6 separate regions of the Mus musculus genome follow, and all the other regions are linked to region 5. The links are chromatin contacts, called in public Hi-C, HiChIP or PLAC-seq and promoter capture Hi-C maps. All regions are on one chromosome and are shown on one strand. The core of a region is the stretch at or near the end of the contact, and the rest is flanking DNA. Distances in the headings are between cores, read along the strand shown.

Region 1 (2,859 bases), core at 5-2,504, 600 kb after region 5:
GCTTAGGCTAGACTGGCCGGCCAGTGAGCCCCACGTAATCCTCCTGTTTCTGCCTCCTCAACACCGAGATTATGAGTGTATGCTACCTCATATACTGGCTTTTTACGTATGTACTGGGGATCTAAACTCAGCTCCCATGCTTACACGAGCTAGCCCTTTCCCTCTGCCATCTCTCCATCCTCTAGTTGGTAACTTTTTATGAAGTAGTGGCATCTAATTACACAATGGACTCTGTAGTGCATTAAATACTCTCCTTCCCCAACAGCCATCGGTCGTTGCCAACAGCTCCTCAGGTAGGTGAGGGTCTCATGAGGAAGAAGAGAGGGGAGGGGAAGGAGGAAGGGATGGAGGAAGGAGGGAGGGAGGAAAGGAGGAGAAGAGGGAGGACAGGGCAGAAGCTAAACCAAACTAACCCAGAGAAACAAGGAAAAGAACTAGCATCCCAGACAGCTCTTCCTCAAACACTGAAGTGAGGATGCAAGGCATGCCCCTCAAACAGCCAGAGAAGGGGATACGGATAGACATGGAGAGATTAAGGGTTGACTCTGCCACTCAAAAGTGCAGGAGGGGCCCCAAGTAACCAAACTCCCAGAAGACTGATAACTTCATTCTATTGTCTTTTGATATACTGAATAGAAGCCAGAAAAAATTGGGCCCCTATAGATCTTTTTTATTGATGTGTGATGCAATTGTTTTATAGCATCATCAATAAGGGGCTGGGAGAATACTTATATAAGGACCCCAATTTCAAATTCCTAGAACCCATATAAAAAGCCAGTATGGTTGTGGCCCTCTATAACAGCACCAGGGAGGGCAGGGCGGGGAGGGGCACTGGGTTTCGCTGGCTGCCAGCAGAGCTCCATGTTCAGTAAGAGACTCTTTCTCAAGGGAGTAAGGGGACAGGGATACAGAGAGCACCTGGGGTCCTCATCTGACTTCTGGGAATGTGCATAGGGCATAAGCCTATGTGCATGCACACACACACACACACACACACACACACACACACACACACACATTTACACACACACACATATACCTCCACATATACAATACATAAATACTTAAAAAAACAATTCGCACTCCATTTGCTTCCAGCCACACACAAATAGTCAGCTCCCCTCCCTACACTGAACAGCAGCAGTAAAAACAGCCTGTTGCCTGAAAGTTTCTCACCTCTGTGTTCCTTGGAACTTTCCGATTCCAGGTCCCTGTGCGCTGGCTGGCTGTCTCCCCACAGCCCTCTGGCAGCACTGGGGGCCTCTCTCCTCTGAACTCACCTTTTAGAGCGGCCTGGCCCCTTCCCTCCCCCCACTCCTTTCATCTCACTTCTCCAGACTGGATTCATTAAGGAGCCACCTGGCGTTCTGAGGTCACACCCCCTCCAAAACAGCCCTCACCGGATCCCTTGTTAAAGAGAAAATAACAGTGTTCTCAGAGAGATTGAAGCTGCCAAGCCTCCGAGTGCCTTCTTTAGATGGGTGACCAGAAGAACACCAGCACTGAGAACTTAAAACTCCCAGAGGGTCGTGGCAATAGGAGAGCCATGGGCTTCTCAAAGGCACTTAAAGCTGGTCTATTCTGTCAGCTGTCACTGGTTTGAGCATCCCCTCCACTGCCCAGGTCTTACAATCCCTCTTCTATAGTCTAGAGAGGTGGAGAGCCCCCTATGTGCCAAATGTGCCTGTGTTTGCGTTCCTCATCATGTACATCATTGGACAAGAAATGGAATTATTCTCCCTGCCAAGTTCATAGAAGATTTGGGCATTGCTTCTATCAACCCCAGTCAATCTTGACACAGGTCAGCAGATGGGGTCTAAAAGATAAGATTCTCAAGCTTCGGGAAGATGGCCAGTGGATAAAGTGCTCACCACACAAGCATGAGGACCTAAGTTCAAATCCCACAGAAGCTATGTAAAAGCCAGGCACAGTAGTGTGAGTCTATAATCTCACTGTGCCTATAGCAAGATGGAAGTCAGAGACAGGAACTTCCCTGGAAGCTCACAGGCCAGCGAGCCTGGTGTACCCAGTAGTCCTCTAATCTCCATAAGTGTCATGGAAGACATGTGCCTGCACCTGTATACACTAACACATGCAAGCATACTCCCATCTAAAAGGAAATTTTGAATACAATCAGCTCTTTATGTAAAAAGGACTTAGTCAACTGTAGAGCATTACAAATGTGACTTAGTCTTACTTCTAGGGTTTCGATAGAGTTGGCAGGTCTTCACCTGGATTCAGGCCATTTAGAAAGACCAGTGCACACTTTCCTCAGGCACTTGCGGGAACACCAGTCCAGGGATCCTAATACATTGGTTCTGGGCTCTCAGTCCCCCAACTATGAGGTAGTCTCCGCCTTTGTACACTGTTCCCATAGCTCACCATGCCTGCATCTCCTGCTCCAGTTACCCCAGCACAGTGTGTGTTGACAATAAACAGCGCCCCAAGCATGATGTCATGTGGTCATGTTTCATTTCTCAGGACTTAGCGATGCAGAGAGCCAGGCTGGGCCTCCCTCTCCCACAGAGGGCATTAGCTGTGCTTCCTCCTGTGGGGTGACAATATTTGAGAGTCCCTCAACTTGTAATGCTAAGCCCAAGACAAGGGGGAAGAGAAGGGAAAACAAACTAATCCTGCCCTGGGGATTAGGTTGTGCAACCCCATTGTTCGGCCTTGGCGTTGGCCTTTAAATGCTGGTGCTAAATGTTAAGGATTAATTTGGAATAACGACATCTTAAACAGTGAATAAAGCAGACATTTATTTTCATGATTATAACACTTGAAATACTGCAGGAACTTCAGGTGAGGGGGTTCCTGCCTGTCATCTCAGCATTTGGGAAGTAGAGGCAGGAGGAACCT
Region 2 (2,902 bases), core at 104-2,603, 680 kb after region 5:
AAAAATTGTAAACATGGGAACCAAACACTTGCATAAATTATTTCCAAACTCTACAGCACATTAGAAAACAGTGCAGCTAATTGAAGGGTAGAAACGTAACTGACAAACAGAAGGGCAGGCTCAGTCACTAAATCACACACCCATACCAGGCTTTAAGTGCCCGTTTGAGATCAGCAAACCGTGATTGTCAAGTTGCAGTCTTGATGCCACAGGTGGCCCAATTCCTTCTGCGGTTTTGTATAGTAACACGAATCGCCTAGCACGAGGGTGCAGAAAGTCAGAGCATGGACCTCAACCGAGTCAGAGACAAGCTGGCATCCTGGAGCAGCCTGGCAGAGCAAGCTTCCCTGATAACCCTACTCCTGTCTCCCTCCTCTCTGCTCCACAGTGCGCTGTGCAGAGATGGGAGCAAAGCCCAGAGCCTTTCTCTTAACCGTTTCAGAACCAGCGCCCTGGTGCTCGGCATGACTGAGTTAATGACCAGAACTCTTGGTTCCTCTAGCACCTCCTGTTTCTTTCCTTACCACCGTGACAGAACTTTAAAGTCTGGCTTTAACTTAGCCCTGTAACGGCGCATTTGGGAGTCAAGTCATGAGTACTTGATATCTGGTGGGCATGAGAAAAGACATCGGTGATCCTCCATGTAATCCCTGGAAGTGGCCCTGGAGCAGGGAAACACAGGAGGAGGCAAAGCAGGCAGCCTGCATTGTGACCTGTCCAGTGGGACACCAACCTGGGAGGAGCATATCAGACACAGACATTCATTGCTCCCCTTGCGTCCTGGCTGGCTCTCAACCGTGTTCCCAAAGGCATTTACTATTCTCTTTCTACACGTCAATGCTGCTGTGTGTTCTTAAGATAATTGCTGAGTGTCCTGTTACACACACAGGCGTGAATTAACACTGTACCGTGACGTTTCAGTTTTCAAGTCTTTTTAACATGGACAAAAGAATTCCAGTTTAGACACCCACAATCACCACCAACCCCTTCCAGCACCCTCCCCCACAAAATAAGCCACCTGAAATGTGCCCGTTCTTGTTTACGAGGTGATGAGTGTAAGCCTATATACTTCATGGGAAGTAGAAACCCTCTCACCTGTTCCAGGAATGCCTGCAATGGGCTGGACTAAATGACGACGTTCAGTGGACTGTCCCACACAGACGTATTTGTGCTCATGGGTGTAGAAGCAGCCTTCCTTGTACTCCCACCTGGACCAGATGTGGACAAGCAGGCTCTGATGACTTTGGAGGTAGAAATGACATGGCGAGGACTCTGCTAGTGGGAAACTTAGTGTGTACTATGACAGGAACACTCTGTCCTGCTCCTAGAACCTTGACCCAACATCTTTCTAAGTGTCTGATTCCCACCTAAGAATCCAGGATGAAAGGGCCAAGGGAGGCCTAAGGAATGATTAACTTGTGAAGTCCTGCCAACGTAGACTAGTGTCCTGGGGACTGGCTTGGTTACTGGAACACTCACCAAGATCTGAAATAGCAGTGAACACTCTGTATACAAGAAAGCAGGGAATTACTGGTTTTGGCTGGAAGCCTTCCAGGCACACTTGCACCTGTGCTTTGGGTCACTGGCCTCATGCCTTCAAAAATTCTGCTTGGCAAAATCCTACTGCTTAAAAGTCACGTGCCATCAAAATCAACACAAACTCCGAAAGTAAATTAAAAACTGGAGGAAAAAATGGAGGTATAGATGATGAAGCCCGATGTAACTTATCCACAACCTGCTGTAACCAAGGAGGCTCAAGGTCTGCTATAAGCTAAGCTCTGCAAGGCCCAGCTTAGCACCACTCAAGTACTTTAGAGCAGACATCAGCAGTTCCTGGTACTCTGACCTCCCTTTCCCCACACCAGGGCTCTTGCTCAGCGGATCTTCACCAGCCTGGACATTTGCTAGCTCTGTTACTAGACAGGTTCCCTCCCAACACTATTTCTTCTTAAGACCGAAGTCACTTGGACAAAAGACCCAATTCCTAAACCCTTCCCCTGGACAACTGTGAGGCTTATCTAGCGCTGTGGCTTGGGTAACATCAAAGTGGCTTCTGCAGCTGGCTTCTGCCCTAAAGACTCATCAATCCCAAACATGTAATTTCTTTGACTTCTGAATATTCAACACACCTGTGCCTTTTGCATTTTATGGGTATCTAAGCCACCCTGCTTATCTATAGCATCCATCTTTTATACCTGTCTGTACTATCCAGCTTAGATTCTAAAATCTCTTGGAAGTCAGGACTCATGTCTGCTGACTCATCTAGTGTCAGGAAGTTGGGAGCAAAAAAAGAAAAAAAAAAAAAAAAGATGCTTCACAGGTGACCTCTGAAACTGACAGAGGACCTGGTAAGTTTGAAACAACACAGCAGTAGGAGGAGTCACATGGGGCTTTGCTCTCATTTGTCTTGCTCTGATTACTGATGGGTGAACCCAGCCACTGGTAGATCACACATCACCCATGGCAGGACATCTACACAGAAAGCCTCTGACATGCTCACAGTGACCGAGGCGCCCTCCTCAAGGGTTGTTTTCAAGTAGGATCACACCTGATTTTTAGAAGCAGAGATCATATGAGGTGTCAGGTCGGGGAGGTTATGGTCTTGTTAACAAGAATGACATACAGAAGGAATCGGACACATGAAATCAGCAACAAAGGAGACTGCAAAAAAGCACTTCTCCAAGCACTCTGTCCTAAAAATGCTGACTTAAATTTGCAGTTTGTGTTTCTCAACAGAACTTCTAAAATTAGAAGGAAAGGACAGACATTAAACTTAACTTTCATTTTGGAGCACTTTAATAATTAATACATGTTGAGGACGACGTTTTTTAGGGGAGCACACTGGATGATTGACTGGACGCCTGCAGGACGTGGCATGTTTCACAGCAGTTTAAGGATGGTC
Region 3 (2,722 bases), core at 81-2,580, 630 kb before region 5:
CCACTCTACTTCTGAAGTCTCGCTCTGCTCCTACAGCTCCAAAGTCCTTATTACTAAGGAGACAAGAACTAGTTAGCAATCTGTATGTGAGTTACATGTGTGCTCTTGTATTTATATGCCACATCAGATCCCATAGAAGTGTGTGTGTGTGTGTGTGTGTGTGCGTGTGTGTGTGCATGTGTGTGTGCGCATGCACACACACATATTTTAGAAGAGAGGAAAGGTTATGTTTTATGCACAAAAGAAGTGACTTTTCTTCTCAAAATATATTATGGAAACAACTGGAATATCACCTCAGAAATTCCGGGTGTCTGCCAAACTCGTCTTTACCACAACCCTGGCTTATTTGGATACAACTGAAAACGTAAGTGCTTCTATGCCAGTTGGCATCCCAACCAAGCAAAGGTAGACTCCAAAGTGTGCCTTTGAAACTTTGGACTGAACTGTTTCTAGAAGCGTTTCTGGGCTCGTGGGCAGGCTAGGGAGTGCAGGCTGCTCTGGCGGAGATGTTTCTCCATCAGCAGACACAGGAGGGGCAGGCTGCCAGGCATGTACCACACCTAGAGCGGGCAGCAATTGGCAGTTGGCAAGCTCTAGGGCAACCTGAGAAGTGGAGGTAGGAAATGAGACCTGTCTACTGATACACCCTTTCTTCTCTCTCATGCCTACTGGGCCAGACACACCCACCAAAGCTCCAGGTTTTACAAAGAGCACAAATGTGCCCTCTCCCGCGCTTTGCATGCTCTGGCAGGTAGCAGGAATTCGGTCCCCATGCACTCTCCACAGCCCAAAAGCTGCTTTCCTTCTTCCCATCCAAGCACATGCTAGGTTACTTAGCTCATTCCCCCCAAAATTTCCTTTCGGCTGTTTTGCCTTCTGGAGCAAGTCCGTTTTTAAAAGCAGTCCTATTTAGCGGACTCCAGGCAGCCTCTCTCCTGCTCCAACCCCCTCCACGTACTGCAGGCTACCAGAAAAGTGGCTTTGGGGGGTAGGCACACTGCACCAGAGACCCTTTGGAGAAAACCACAGGGTATCTTGCACTTACTTTGGCTTGCAGAGGTCCTCGCTGACTAGCTGGCTGCCTTTGTTGCAAAGTGCGGGCGAGGTTTCTGCAGACTCCAGGTATCGCTGGCTGATGCTCCTGCCTGGGCGGCTGCGCTCTGCTCTCCCCCCTTCTGGATGGATGACTCAGTGCTTTCTTTCTTCCCCTCTCTCCACTTTGGGTTTTCTTGTGCTCTGGGGCTTCCTTGGCGGGATATTTGGACGGGTAGGCGGGGAACCTGATCCTGCCTTCACTCAACTACACCCTGCCGGGGAGGGAAATAGAGAATGGGAGGGACGAGAGAGGGCAGAGAGAAGAAGCAGGCTGTGCGAGGGAGGAGGGGAGTGCTTTGCCCCCGAAATCTGATTGGGAAGCTTATGAAAAGCAGGCTACTCTGGGGGCAGTCTTTCCCCAAACGGATCTGTGTAGAAAGACCATGGGTTATAAGACCGTTTGTTCTTAGCACCCACCCAGCACCATATTTTTTGTACAAACTCCCAAGAACCATGTTTTTCTCCCCCTCCCATGGGTCCATAGCTCGGCTTATCAAGCTGGATATCTTAATTGGAAAATTGACAGCATTTTAAACTACAGTTTTGGTACAGCTTTAAACACACACACACACACACACACACACACACACACACACACACACACACACACACACACGATATTCTATTCGAGATTGGGGGAGCCATGTGCAAAGGCAGCTGTCCCTTGCTCTCCGCCCCTAAAGGCCTCCCTGCAGGGAGTCCCTGCTAACTTCAGCTGACAGTTGCAGCTCACCTCCAGTCACAAAGCTGCAAAGCAGTTTTTTCTGGGTTGTCACTAGGAGTGACAGATCTCTGAAATTTCCCAATTAAATGTCACTTTCCTTTAGGGAATTTTTCCATTCTTGGCTTCTTCGATGCCTTCGGGTCACATATTTTGTGGCATGCTCTTGGCAAAGAACACAGGGGGGTAATCAGTGTGGCTCAAGCTCTGGGGTTTGTAAGAATTAGAGTGGGCTTCCTGGCTTCCTGAGACCTTCCTCTCCTTTAACCAAGGAGAGCAAAGTGACAGTTTTGAGTCACACATAGAAACTGACCAGAAAAGATGGAGTAAAACCCCAATTTGCCCAAACACGGTCAAATTATAAAACTGGCTCCAATTTCTCACCAAAGATACATCTCTTCAACTCAACTTACAGATCCTATGGATTCCGTAGGGTGTTTTAAGCCCTCACATCTTAAGACCACTCCTTTCCTAAAATTACAGCCATTGGTTATGGCAAGTGGTTTTAAGGACTAGGAGTCTTCTATTGGCTGTTACCTGTACCAATGTCCAAGAGTAATCGAGGGACAAAGGTGACCCTGCAGGAGTAGAGCTTTTAGTCCACTAATCTTCGTTTCTGCCCCTCCCCCCACCCCGCCCTCCAACGAAAAAATGGACAGAAATTCACATTTACACCTGATCTGTATTCTTTACAGTCTCTTCTGCTAAACCACCTTTCCACACACAAATTGCACATGCCTTCCTCAAGACCAACTCCCAGGCTATGCACATCCCTGTTTGAAAGTTCATCTTTGCCATGAAACAGTCCATGTGAGTGTTCATCTGGTGTCACCTGTGTACATCATGAACTACTCATAAGCTTTCTTTACTGTGAGAAAAGTTCACCATTTCCTACAGTTCCACAGT
Region 4 (3,101 bases), core at 104-2,603, 620 kb after region 5:
AAAAAAAAAGAAGAAGAAGAAGAAGAATATGGTAGCAACTGATATGTATCATGTTTATGACTAGACTGGTCCATCTATTAAGCAATCTCGGGGCTCTGGCTGTCATACCCATTCTACAGGTGACAAAATAGGCACAGAGATGTTCATTTATTCAAAATCACAAAGCCAATGAATGGGAAAACCAAGATTCAGACACAGGTAGTCGATTTCCAGAACAGCCGAATTCTTAACCACCATGTCCCCACTATGGAGAGTGGCTCAGTGACAGAACACTTGCTACTGTGCACATGACCCTGGCCTCAGTCCCCTTACTGAGCAAGGAAACTGAAAATACCTTAAAGTTGCTCTGCTATGATGAAGGCTAGGCATTTTATGATCCAAGTCACAGGAAAATGCCTAACACAGTGAATGAATGTGTTAAGGAACATTACACTATGTAATAATGATTAAACCGTTCATCAGTTTCTGGTTCAAACAGCAAGAGAAACGTAAGGGCCATGGCTGCCAAACCTGCTGCTGTCTGCGACATTTTATATTTTGTAGATTTTAAATTATACGTATACAATTTTATGACAAGCAATTGAATTGTTTTATTTTGTTTTTGTGGTGCTGGGGATAGAACCCAGTGCCTCCTGTGAGTAAGCTCTAAACCTTACCAGTTCCCCCTTTCTTTTGAGCATCCTGCCTCTCTCTCTGACCCTGATGGTCTTTTTCTTTCCTTTCAGAATTGTGATCAAGTGGCAAAATTGCACAAAGGATGGGAACTCTGGGCTGCTTGGCTGCTTTTGTTTCGTTCCTCTTTTTTAAATTGTTTTCCTATTACTTGAGAGGCTGGGGAGATGGTTCAGTGGTTAAGAGCACTGGCTGCTGGCTTGTGAAGTTAACAGGAAACAATGTAACAGGTTTCATGTGGCATCTTCACACGAATGTGTCACTAGACTTTGCCCTACTTCATTCCACTTCACCTGTGTCTTCCCCAGTGCACACCAGCTCCCACTCTGCCTGGTTCCCTCTCTTCTCAAATCATCCTCACTTGGATTCCATTACCATCCATCCTGCTCAGGTTTTTGTTTTGGGGGTTGTTTTGTTTTGTTTTGTTTTGTTTGGTGTTTATTTGTGTCATCTTGACACAAACTGAAGTCATTTGAGAAGAGAGAACATCAGCTGAGACAATGCCACCAGATTGTCCAGTTGGCATTTTCCTGATTAATGGCTGATATCTGAGAATCCAGCCCACGGTGGGCACGCCAGCTGGGGCAGGTAGTCCTGATGGTGTAAGAAGTGTGACTGAGCAAGCCATGAAGAACAAGCCAATACAGATTCATTCTTCCATTGCTTCTGCTTCAGTCTCTGCCTCCAGGTTCTGGAGAGCCTCCAGGATTGGAGAGCCACTGCCAGGTTCTTTCAATGGCACACTGTGATGTGAAAGAGGAAGCCAAATTAACCCTTTCCTCTCTAAGTTGCTTTTGGTCATGGTGTTTTATCATAGCGATAGAAAGCAACCTAAGACACTCTCCTCCCCACAACCTCCTTAAGCTCTCTTTTGTTCTTTTCATGATTCCCCTTCTAGTCCTGTCCCCCCAACCTCACTCCCCCACACACACACACACTCACACACTTTAAGTCTAGGCTTTGCAGAAGAGAAAGTGAGCAGCATTGGTCTGTCTGCAGCAGGCTGGTTTAGCCTGACACAGTAACTTCCAGTTTCATCTGTCTTCCTGCGAATGTCATGATTTCATTTAAAGCCGAATAAAAATACCACCGTGTAATGTGCGCCTTGCTGAGCCTGGAGAGCAGAACTGGACAGATGGGGTTCACTGACAGTTGGGTGTGGGCTGTGCAGGAAGAGAAGGTAGGAACAATGGGATTCAAAGCAAAGGAAAATAACCAGACCCTGACATCTCCCCCTTGCCAGCTTCCTGGCCATGGCATCCTGACCAATGAGAAAGCCTTCCTCTATGCAAAGGCAACACATGGAGCTGGAGAGAAGAAGCACGTGCTGCTCTCGCAGTGCTCACTCCCAGCACCTACGTCTGGCTTCCAACCACGTGCAACTCCAGTTCCAGGAGACCCGATGCCTCCGCCTTGCTAGGGCACTTGCACTCACATAGGCACATGCGTGTGCACACATGAACCTGAGTGCACACATGCACAGGCATGCAGAATCAAAAAAATAATAATAAAAATAAGACCTTTACAAAATATCAGCCACTCACGTTTGTCTTTTACGTTTGCCGTTTACAACTGGCTTGCAAGGATTTTACCTGTTTTGATAAAACTTAGAATGCAGCAGCTGGGACTGAGAGGTAGGGTCTGAAAACCCCTGGGCAATGCTTTCTGCTTTCTTGGGTGAGGAGAGGAGAGCTCAGGGATGACACGCATGAGGGAGGCGACTGAGAGGGTGGTGACTGGAGAGCCACTGCCAGGCCGTGCTCTCAGTTGCTGAAGCTGAAGCTGGCCACTCAGGCTGTGTTCCACACAGAGCTGAGAATGACATTCATCAAGACTACCGGAGGCATGGTTGATTGGGAACGCAACAGTGACACCTGGTGGCTTTATGAGCATGAACTTCTGTATCCATTCACAACTTGGGTTTTTGTTTTTTTGTTTTTTGTTTTCCCCTCAGAGATCTCATAGTGTAAAGGCTTTGGAAATGCCACATCTAGTTGACTGAAAGAAACAGCAAACAAATAAGTCAAAGGAAACACATCTCAAAACTCCACAGGAACCTGAGTCTGTGAAGTGTTTGCCAGGCACCTACGAGAATCCAGGTTTTGATCCCAGAACTCATGTAAAAATGTGTGGTGGTGTTGGTGTGTGCTTTTAGTCTGAAGCAGGAAGAGACAGGAGGGTCCCTGGGGCTCACTTAGCAAGTCATAGATTTCAGTGAGAAATCTTGACTCAAAACACAAGGTAGGCTGCTCCTAAAGATATACCCAAGTTTGACCTTTGGCCTGCAAACAAGCTAAAATCATACATTACAGTGTAATATGTTACCCACTGCAAGAAAATACCAAAGTAGGACGCTTGATCAAAATATTAAGTAACTTATTTAATGTGTGTGTGTGTATACTTTCTAAGCAATCAACTTGTATGTGTGT
Region 5 (2,997 bases), core at 251-2,750:
AAACCCTACACATGGCTTCTTTTTTTAACCAGACCTTCTCAGCTACCACAAATGCTTTGGTGGGAAGCAGCAGGAGGCCCCATCCCTTTTCCCAAAATACAGTCAGCCAGTGGCAAAGGCCAAAGAGGTGGAGCCTGCAGGCCGTTTTGCAAAAGTTTCAAATATCCTGGTACTGACCCCATTAACAGCACTAAGACAGAAATGCAGCCAAGCCTGTCCTTACCTCAGTCCCTCAGCAGTCCCTCAGTGCCCCCCACCCCCACCCCTCCCTCTCAACTTCTAAGAGTTCTGAACAAAGCCACATTACCAGCACTGGCTATCACAAACAAGATTTTCTCTTGCAAAAAGCTGAAAGTGACATCTTTAAATGATTCACGCTTCTGACAGTTGAGTCTCCAAAGAGGTCTCTGCGGGGAAGGAACTGGTGAGCTGTCCTACCTCTCCCCCAGAGCCTCTCTGAAACATGCAGTTGCCTCAGATTTTCCCCTGAAAAAGGGAGGAAGCAGTTCGAGGCTGTGCAGATGAAGCAGCCAAGTGAGGCGGCCGCCTTCCCGTGCGGTGAAGGAAGGCTTTTAACACGAACATTTTAAAGCTATAAACAAGAAAGTAAAGAAACTGGATGGGATGGGGACAAAAAACATATGGGATGACTATACTACATTAGCTTGTCCAAATTTTGGATGTGTGTGTATTGTGTGTGTTTTTTTACAAACCTTACCATTTTAAAAAAAAAATCAATATAACTGGGCGGAGGTATTATTCTCAAAACACGTCGCTTCCCAGCATTGCTGTACCGTTAGCAATAGGAAATGGAGCTACCGACAGGAAAACACTATAAACTGCTTTGGAATACAAAGGGTCACTTATTCGGAAGAAAGTTTAAAGGCTCCAGCTGTGCACCTTAATGTGTTCATAGAAGAAAACTCCCATCCCCAGACCTCTTAATATAGTCATGCCCTTCCCCAAACGCTGCCTCCCAGGACCCAGCTGGTGACAAAACCCGCTTTTCTCCTCACCCCCGACTCCCTTTGCCCGGACCACGGGTCCTCACCGTGTGGTACATGAGGGCCTCAGTCTCTCCGGGCTCTGACAGCTCGCTCAGCTTGCGGTCCCACTGCAGGACGCTCTGCTCCCCGCTCTCCAGCACCTCCATGGCGGTGGGCGCCGCGCAGGGCCGAGGATGCTGAGGCAGGAGGGGACCGCGCAGAGCCGCCGCGGGCCGGTGAGACGCTTCTCCCCGTGTACTTGGCGTGTGCGCGCGTGGAACTTATGCACTGGAGCAGGAACTCGGGAGAGCCCTGCCGAAGGCTACGCGACCCTTGTCCTCGGAAATCTGTGACTCCCCGGGGAGGACAAGCCTGCTGGGATCGGGCGGAAGGTGCAGGGGTTAAATCGGGCTGTGCATCCAAAAGGAAGGCAAAAAGGCAGCGCTCATCCCAAGAAAGTCCTCGCGCAACAAGCCCACTCCCCACTAGGGCTCCAGACAAACTTTGAGACTCCCTTGGGCTCTTGAGCTCTGCCCCTGGATCCAGAGGCGACCCCACCTCCTTCCAGGCCAGTGACCAATCGAACGCCCGTCTTGCCATCTATACCGTATCAAAAGTCCCTTTCTCATCCATGTCCCTCCCCCAGAGGGAGAGTCGCGCGAAGTCTCCGCCTAGTCCTCGGAATGTGGGCGGAGAGGGTCTTTTACGTCACTGGGGAACGCCTCCTGCCGGAGCGTCGCAATGGACCAATAGGGTGCTAGGGTCTAGAAATGATCGACTGAAACATAGATCAATGAGCTAGGGAGACCTGGAGGAGCCAACCAATCAAATAGCGACAAGAATACATTTTTATAAGAGAGGGCGTGCGCGCCCAGTGTCCTCCCTAAGAGTCTCCGCTTAAAGGAGGTTTGTTTCGCGAGTTTATTTCCTCAGAGAAACCAAGCGGATTGAAGCGCTGTCTACATTTCAAATTAGTTTAGGTCGCGTGAGTCTGTCTGGATTTAAAAGAATGCACCACATATATGAAAATGCGCACGTGAGCAGAAATCTGAATTATCACAGTTCTAGCACACATTCATTGCTAGCTTTTTATGTAGTTTTATGGCCTTTATTAAACAGACATTAGCCAATCTTGCCACACGTTTCCAAGTCCTAAATCAGAGGGCTAATTTTTTTTTTTAAATTCATAGGATTTTGTTGTTTTGTTTTTGAGACAAGGTTACCTGTAGCCCAGGCTGTCCTCAACTGCACTGTGCAGCTAAGGCTGAGCTTGAACTCCTGATCCCTCTGCCTCACCTCCGGAGAGCTGGGAGGGACTGCACGGTTATGCCACTAGTGCCTGCTTCACAGATCTTTTATTCCCAATGGAGTACCAGGCAAAAAAATGAGAGGATGGCCAGGTGGGTACTATTCCAGATACTGGTCAAAGAGGTAACGGATACTCTCCTGAGTGTCGTGGATGAAGTGGGGCTTAGGGGAAAATAAGTGTTTTAATGGCTGCAAGATGCACCCCAAAGTGAGTGTTGGGAAAGAGATCTAAGCCTTTGACCCCCTTAGAGAAGAAAAGGCCTGCTCTATAGCATTTTCCCCCAATGTGATTTTTCTTCTTCCCTTTTGAGGTTTCCTTTTATGGAAACAGCCTTAGTTGGCTATAGTTTAACCATTTTACATACAGGGCTGTGGTTCCAGGTGGTTCTTACAAGGGGACAGTCAGGTATCAGGTCTACAGAGAGTTTTGTCTTCTTCAGAGCGTGGTTTTGCTGTGTGAAGACAGAAGTCTCAGAACTTTACACTGTCTTTAAGCAACTTTTATTTTTCATGTAAAATGAGTCTGCTTGTCTAGCCTAGGATCTTTTGAGACTATTTTAATATTTAAATACAGACCTTTCTTTTTATTCTTTCTATCTATCTATCTATCTATCTATCTATCTATCTACCTATCTTTCCATCCATCTATGTTTGAGACAGGGTTTCTCAGTATAGCCCTGGATATTCTGGAACTCACTCTGTA
Region 6 (2,813 bases), core at 216-2,715, 550 kb before region 5:
AGAAATGTGAGCTGGATTTAACGCACAAAGGGCCATGCTCAGTCATTTTTAAAGTATAACAGAATTAAAAGAAAATGAGTGCACAATTATCATTATTTTCCTGTTTTTGACATTCCTCATGGAAATTTAATGATTGCACATAGCTTAAACTTCTGTGTGATGGCCTATTATCTCCAAACCAATGAGAATCAGGATAAGACCAAAAACCACTGGGCCTCACAAGTTTAATAAATCAATAACTTTCCTGTGTAACCTGTAAGCTTAGCTCTAATTATCATAGTCAGCTATCAAATGGAATATCATGTCAACCATAAACTATTTCCCTTCAGTTGACACTAGTGGAGGTGTGAATAAAAGTGGGGGGATATAGTCAATGATGTTGGAGCAAGAGTAAACAACTCGAGGATGCATGATCCAGTTGCCCTTGATCCTACTGATGAATGATATCTCTTTTATTATGTGAATACATAGCAATAGTTGCGCGCATAGTTGTGATGAAAAGAACAATCTGAACATCCGCTAGTGCAAACTGCTAACTCATTTCAGCCTCATGAGCCATTTCAAGTAGAATTTGGCACATGAAATGAAATCCCAAGATTTGGTGGAAAAAAAATCAGTGTCCAAGAGGCAAATAAACCAGACATGTCACTAAGCCATCATTACTTGAAAAACACTTGGCCTCTCTTGTTGAAACCGATTTACGTGTCTCTAAAAGTTCCCAGATTTTGTACTCTCCTCATACTGGTCTTCGTAGGTTATTTCCCCTAGCAATGTGGAAATATGTCTTAGTTAGAAAAAGCGGGCCCTGGTTTTACATTTGTTGAACTGAAAGCATTTCAGTACCACCATATGGTATTCAAAATCAAACACAATTGAAGGCTCTTTGAAAGTGATCACATCGCCTCTCAAGGACCTTAAGAAGAACTGTCCTGATCTCTCTAGAAGAAAGGGGGTCTTGGAAGGAGGTCCCTTCCACAAAAGATACCCAAGCCATCCAGCCAAAGGGATGCCCATGTCTGCTTCAGCAGGAAAAAAATTAAACAGGGACTGTGTGGAATCAAAGTTAAAATGGAATTGGAAGTTGATTCCAAAGAAGAATGTAGATTGGAAATAATGTGTGCTGACGAAGGTGCCTGGGGCATGGAGCATGTGTCCTCACAAAAGAACATCTTCACTCCCGATTTATTTCTTATGTAAAGCAAATAAACATATATTTACAATTAACTTCTGATAGAGAATGAGAACAAAGAGAAACCCATGCCCATAGCCCCCTGCATGTCTCAAGGTTGGAGCCCTTGAGGCGCATTCTTTGCTGCCTTTCTGTAAAACATTTCATACTAAATCTGAAATAGTCCAGATGGCTTTGTTAAAGTCCCAAGGGGATGCATTCTGAAGTAGGTCCAGGCAGTGAGGACGAACTATCAGAGTGTTTTGCACAGATTAGTCATGTTGCATTTCTGTGGCTGAATGTCTCCCACACTCCTGGACTTGTGGAATTTGAAGACATATGGAGTATTTCAACCCTCACTCAGAATTTCACCTTTCACTGCAAAATGTCACTAGATTATACTACTGAGACATGTACCTCATCCACTTAGGCTGGGAGCAGGCATACAAAGTTTCACAGAACTCAGCTCAGGAGAGAAGAAATGTCCTGCAATGAGCAATAGAAGCAGTTGATTTTAAAACAGAGGTTGAATATCAGGAAGAGATTATCTTCCTGACAGCTGAGCCAAGCAGCTGAGGTACACAGGAAACCTTCCTATCCCCACCATCCTGAGAGACTTGGGCCAGAACTTGTTTAATTTCCTTCCATGTACACAGTCTTAGAGGTAGGTGTTGCCTTCACACGATGAACTATTACTAACACTTACTAATAACTCAGGTAGAGTTCTCCTCTATATTTTCCTGACTGCCAGACTTTATTATGATTTATGCAATATATATGTTTTTTGATATGCTTTATGACTTTGTTGGTGCCACTGACATTCGTATTTCATTCAAATACAGGGAACTGAGAAAAAGACACCAGCAAGAACAAAATATGAATTCAAAGACTCCTTCTAAGATTGGTTATTCTTTTATTAAACTAAATTGTTATCATTCATGTTGGAATCTTTCAATTCATTGGACTTAATGCATGTAGCAAGGTCACAAATGTGTGTCCTACATCAAGTGATGGAGAAACCAAGAACAATATCAGAAGAGTCATAATCTAGTGAAGAATAAAAATCATATTTATAGCTTAGTGAGATAATATAGAAAAACACCCAATGCTTATAACAAAGTGAGATTCACAACAAGAAAAATGTGTATTAAGTAAAGGGGAGCAGCATGGACAGAGCAGCCATGTCAATGTCCCCCAAGAGTAAAACAAACTCTAAAGGTCAGAACTATTTGGCCCCAGCCTTAGGGAATTAATAAGACCTCATTAGGTAAGTGAGAGAAAAATTCTAGACAGAAGCAACGGGTACATAAAACAGCCAGAACTGAAATTTCATAGACTTCATAGACGTTATCAGAGACATAAATAACTCAGTACTGCTGTCACATAAAGAATGATAAAACCCATGACTGGGGGAGTTGGGGGCCATTCCATATGGAGCCTATAAATCTATTTTCACGTGTCTGGAATTTACTTTCTAAAATAAATACAAAAAAATGTTTGAAAGCCACATTTTCTGGTTTCTATTTTTGAATGATCTAAAGAGAACAGAGAGGGGATAAGCAGAGGGGTTACTGTAAAACTTCCCTGTCAAGAAGCAAGAATAAAAATGTCTGTTTTTCAATTCTCCTTGAAACCCATGAAAAAT

The links. Promoter capture Hi-C pulls out the DNA fragments that hold promoters and counts their contacts. A called contact is a pair of places that touch in the nucleus more often than the background predicts. HiChIP or PLAC-seq counts read pairs in DNA pulled down with a chosen protein or histone mark.
Region 1: a promoter capture Hi-C map of pre-B cells shows a contact between it and region 5. The contact joins the promoter of Svopl here to the promoter of Creb3l2 in region 5. A contact is called at or near these places in 14 of 39 promoter capture datasets (the C10 cell line, the HPC-7 cell line, cranial neural crest and 9 more), 7 of 484 Hi-C or Micro-C datasets (the AML12 cell line, B cells, bone marrow-derived macrophages and 2 more), 13 of 115 datasets of contacts at active chromatin or transcription factors (the NIH/3T3 cell line, T-cell acute lymphoblastic leukemia, bone marrow-derived macrophages and 6 more) and 3 of 9 other capture datasets (adipose tissue, liver and macrophages).
Region 2: a contact with region 5 is called in a promoter capture Hi-C map of neural stem cells. The contact joins the promoter of Atp6v0a4 here to the promoter of Creb3l2 in region 5. A contact is called at or near these places in 10 of 39 promoter capture datasets (the 3T3-L1 cell line, 3T3-L1-derived adipocytes, the C10 cell line and 7 more), 6 of 115 datasets of contacts at active chromatin or transcription factors (the NIH/3T3 cell line, embryonic forebrain, embryonic midbrain and 3 more) and 3 of 9 other capture datasets (adipose tissue, embryonic stem cells and liver).
Region 3: a Hi-C map of the N1E-115 cell line shows a contact between it and region 5, with 4 times the contacts expected there. The contact joins the promoter of Ptn here to the promoter of Creb3l2 in region 5. A contact is called at or near these places in 1 of 39 promoter capture datasets (neural stem cells), 2 of 484 Hi-C or Micro-C datasets (the N1E-115 cell line and forebrain) and 2 of 115 datasets of contacts at active chromatin or transcription factors (the NIH/3T3 cell line and astrocytes).
Region 4: a contact with region 5 is called in an H3K4me3 HiChIP or PLAC-seq map of pro-B cells, with 6 times the contacts expected there. The contact joins the enhancer-like site here to the promoter of Creb3l2 in region 5. A contact is called at or near these places in 22 of 39 promoter capture datasets (the 3T3-L1 cell line, 3T3-L1-derived adipocytes, the C10 cell line and 13 more), 4 of 15 datasets of contacts at CTCF or cohesin (embryonic stem cells, large pre-B cells and stem cell-derived epiblast-like cells), 58 of 484 Hi-C or Micro-C datasets (the 3T3-L1 cell line, 3T3-L1-derived adipocytes, the AML12 cell line and 39 more), 29 of 115 datasets of contacts at active chromatin or transcription factors (the NIH/3T3 cell line, T-cell acute lymphoblastic leukemia, Th17 cells and 16 more) and 4 of 9 other capture datasets (adipose tissue, embryonic stem cells, liver and 1 more).
Region 6: a contact with region 5 is called in a promoter capture Hi-C map of the 3T3-L1 cell line, with 2.4 times the contacts expected there. The contact joins the enhancer-like site here to the promoter of Creb3l2 in region 5. A contact is called at or near these places in 4 of 39 promoter capture datasets (the 3T3-L1 cell line, 3T3-L1-derived adipocytes and hippocampal neurons) and 1 of 484 Hi-C or Micro-C datasets (cerebellum).

What each region holds. Positions count from the first base shown.
Region 1 is chr6:38,045,742-38,048,600 of GRCm38.p6, forward strand. Svopl (SV2 related protein homolog (rat)-like) reads right to left here and starts at 1,255. Exons shown (of 16, transcript NM_177200.4): 1 at 1,177-1,255. Atp6v0a4 (ATPase, H+ transporting, lysosomal V0 subunit A4) reads right to left here. Exons shown (of 21, transcript NM_080467.3): 21 at 2,742-2,859.
Region 2 is chr6:38,123,233-38,126,134 of GRCm38.p6, forward strand. It overlaps Atp6v0a4 (ATPase, H+ transporting, lysosomal V0 subunit A4), which reads right to left and starts at 1,354. Exons shown (of 21, transcript NM_080467.3): 1 at 1,096-1,354. D630045J12Rik (RIKEN cDNA D630045J12 gene) reads right to left here. Exons shown (of 20, transcript NM_194061.3): 20 at 1-2,902.
Region 3 is chr6:36,808,849-36,811,570 of GRCm38.p6, forward strand. It overlaps Ptn (pleiotrophin), which reads right to left and starts at 1,331. Exons shown (of 5, transcript NM_008973.3): 1 at 1,046-1,331.
Region 4 is chr6:38,063,953-38,067,053 of GRCm38.p6, forward strand. The region is part of intron 14 of Atp6v0a4 (ATPase, H+ transporting, lysosomal V0 subunit A4); the gene reads right to left. Among named protein-coding and RNA genes, the nearest start is that of Svopl, 19 kb to the left of the region's middle. Within about 2 kb of position 1,354, at least 77 of the 459 cell types and tissues checked have an H3K27ac peak or open chromatin away from gene starts, as enhancers often do. A contact at or near this core is called in brain, cerebellum, cerebral cortex and 6 more, where this site is marked.
Region 5 is chr6:37,440,648-37,443,644 of GRCm38.p6, forward strand. Creb3l2 (cAMP responsive element binding protein 3-like 2) reads right to left here and starts at 1,501. Exons shown (of 12, transcript NM_178661.4): 1 at 1,052-1,501. The coding sequence starts at 1,153. It overlaps Gm33318 (predicted gene, 33318), which reads left to right and starts at 1,863. Exons shown (of 3, transcript NR_166917.1): 1 at 1,863-2,386.
Region 6 is chr6:36,895,401-36,898,213 of GRCm38.p6, forward strand. All of the region lies in intron 28 of Dgki (diacylglycerol kinase, iota), which reads right to left. Among named protein-coding and RNA genes, the nearest start is that of Gm52857, 6.7 kb to the right of the region's middle. Within about 2 kb of position 1,466, at least 37 of the 459 cell types and tissues checked have an H3K27ac peak or open chromatin away from gene starts, as enhancers often do.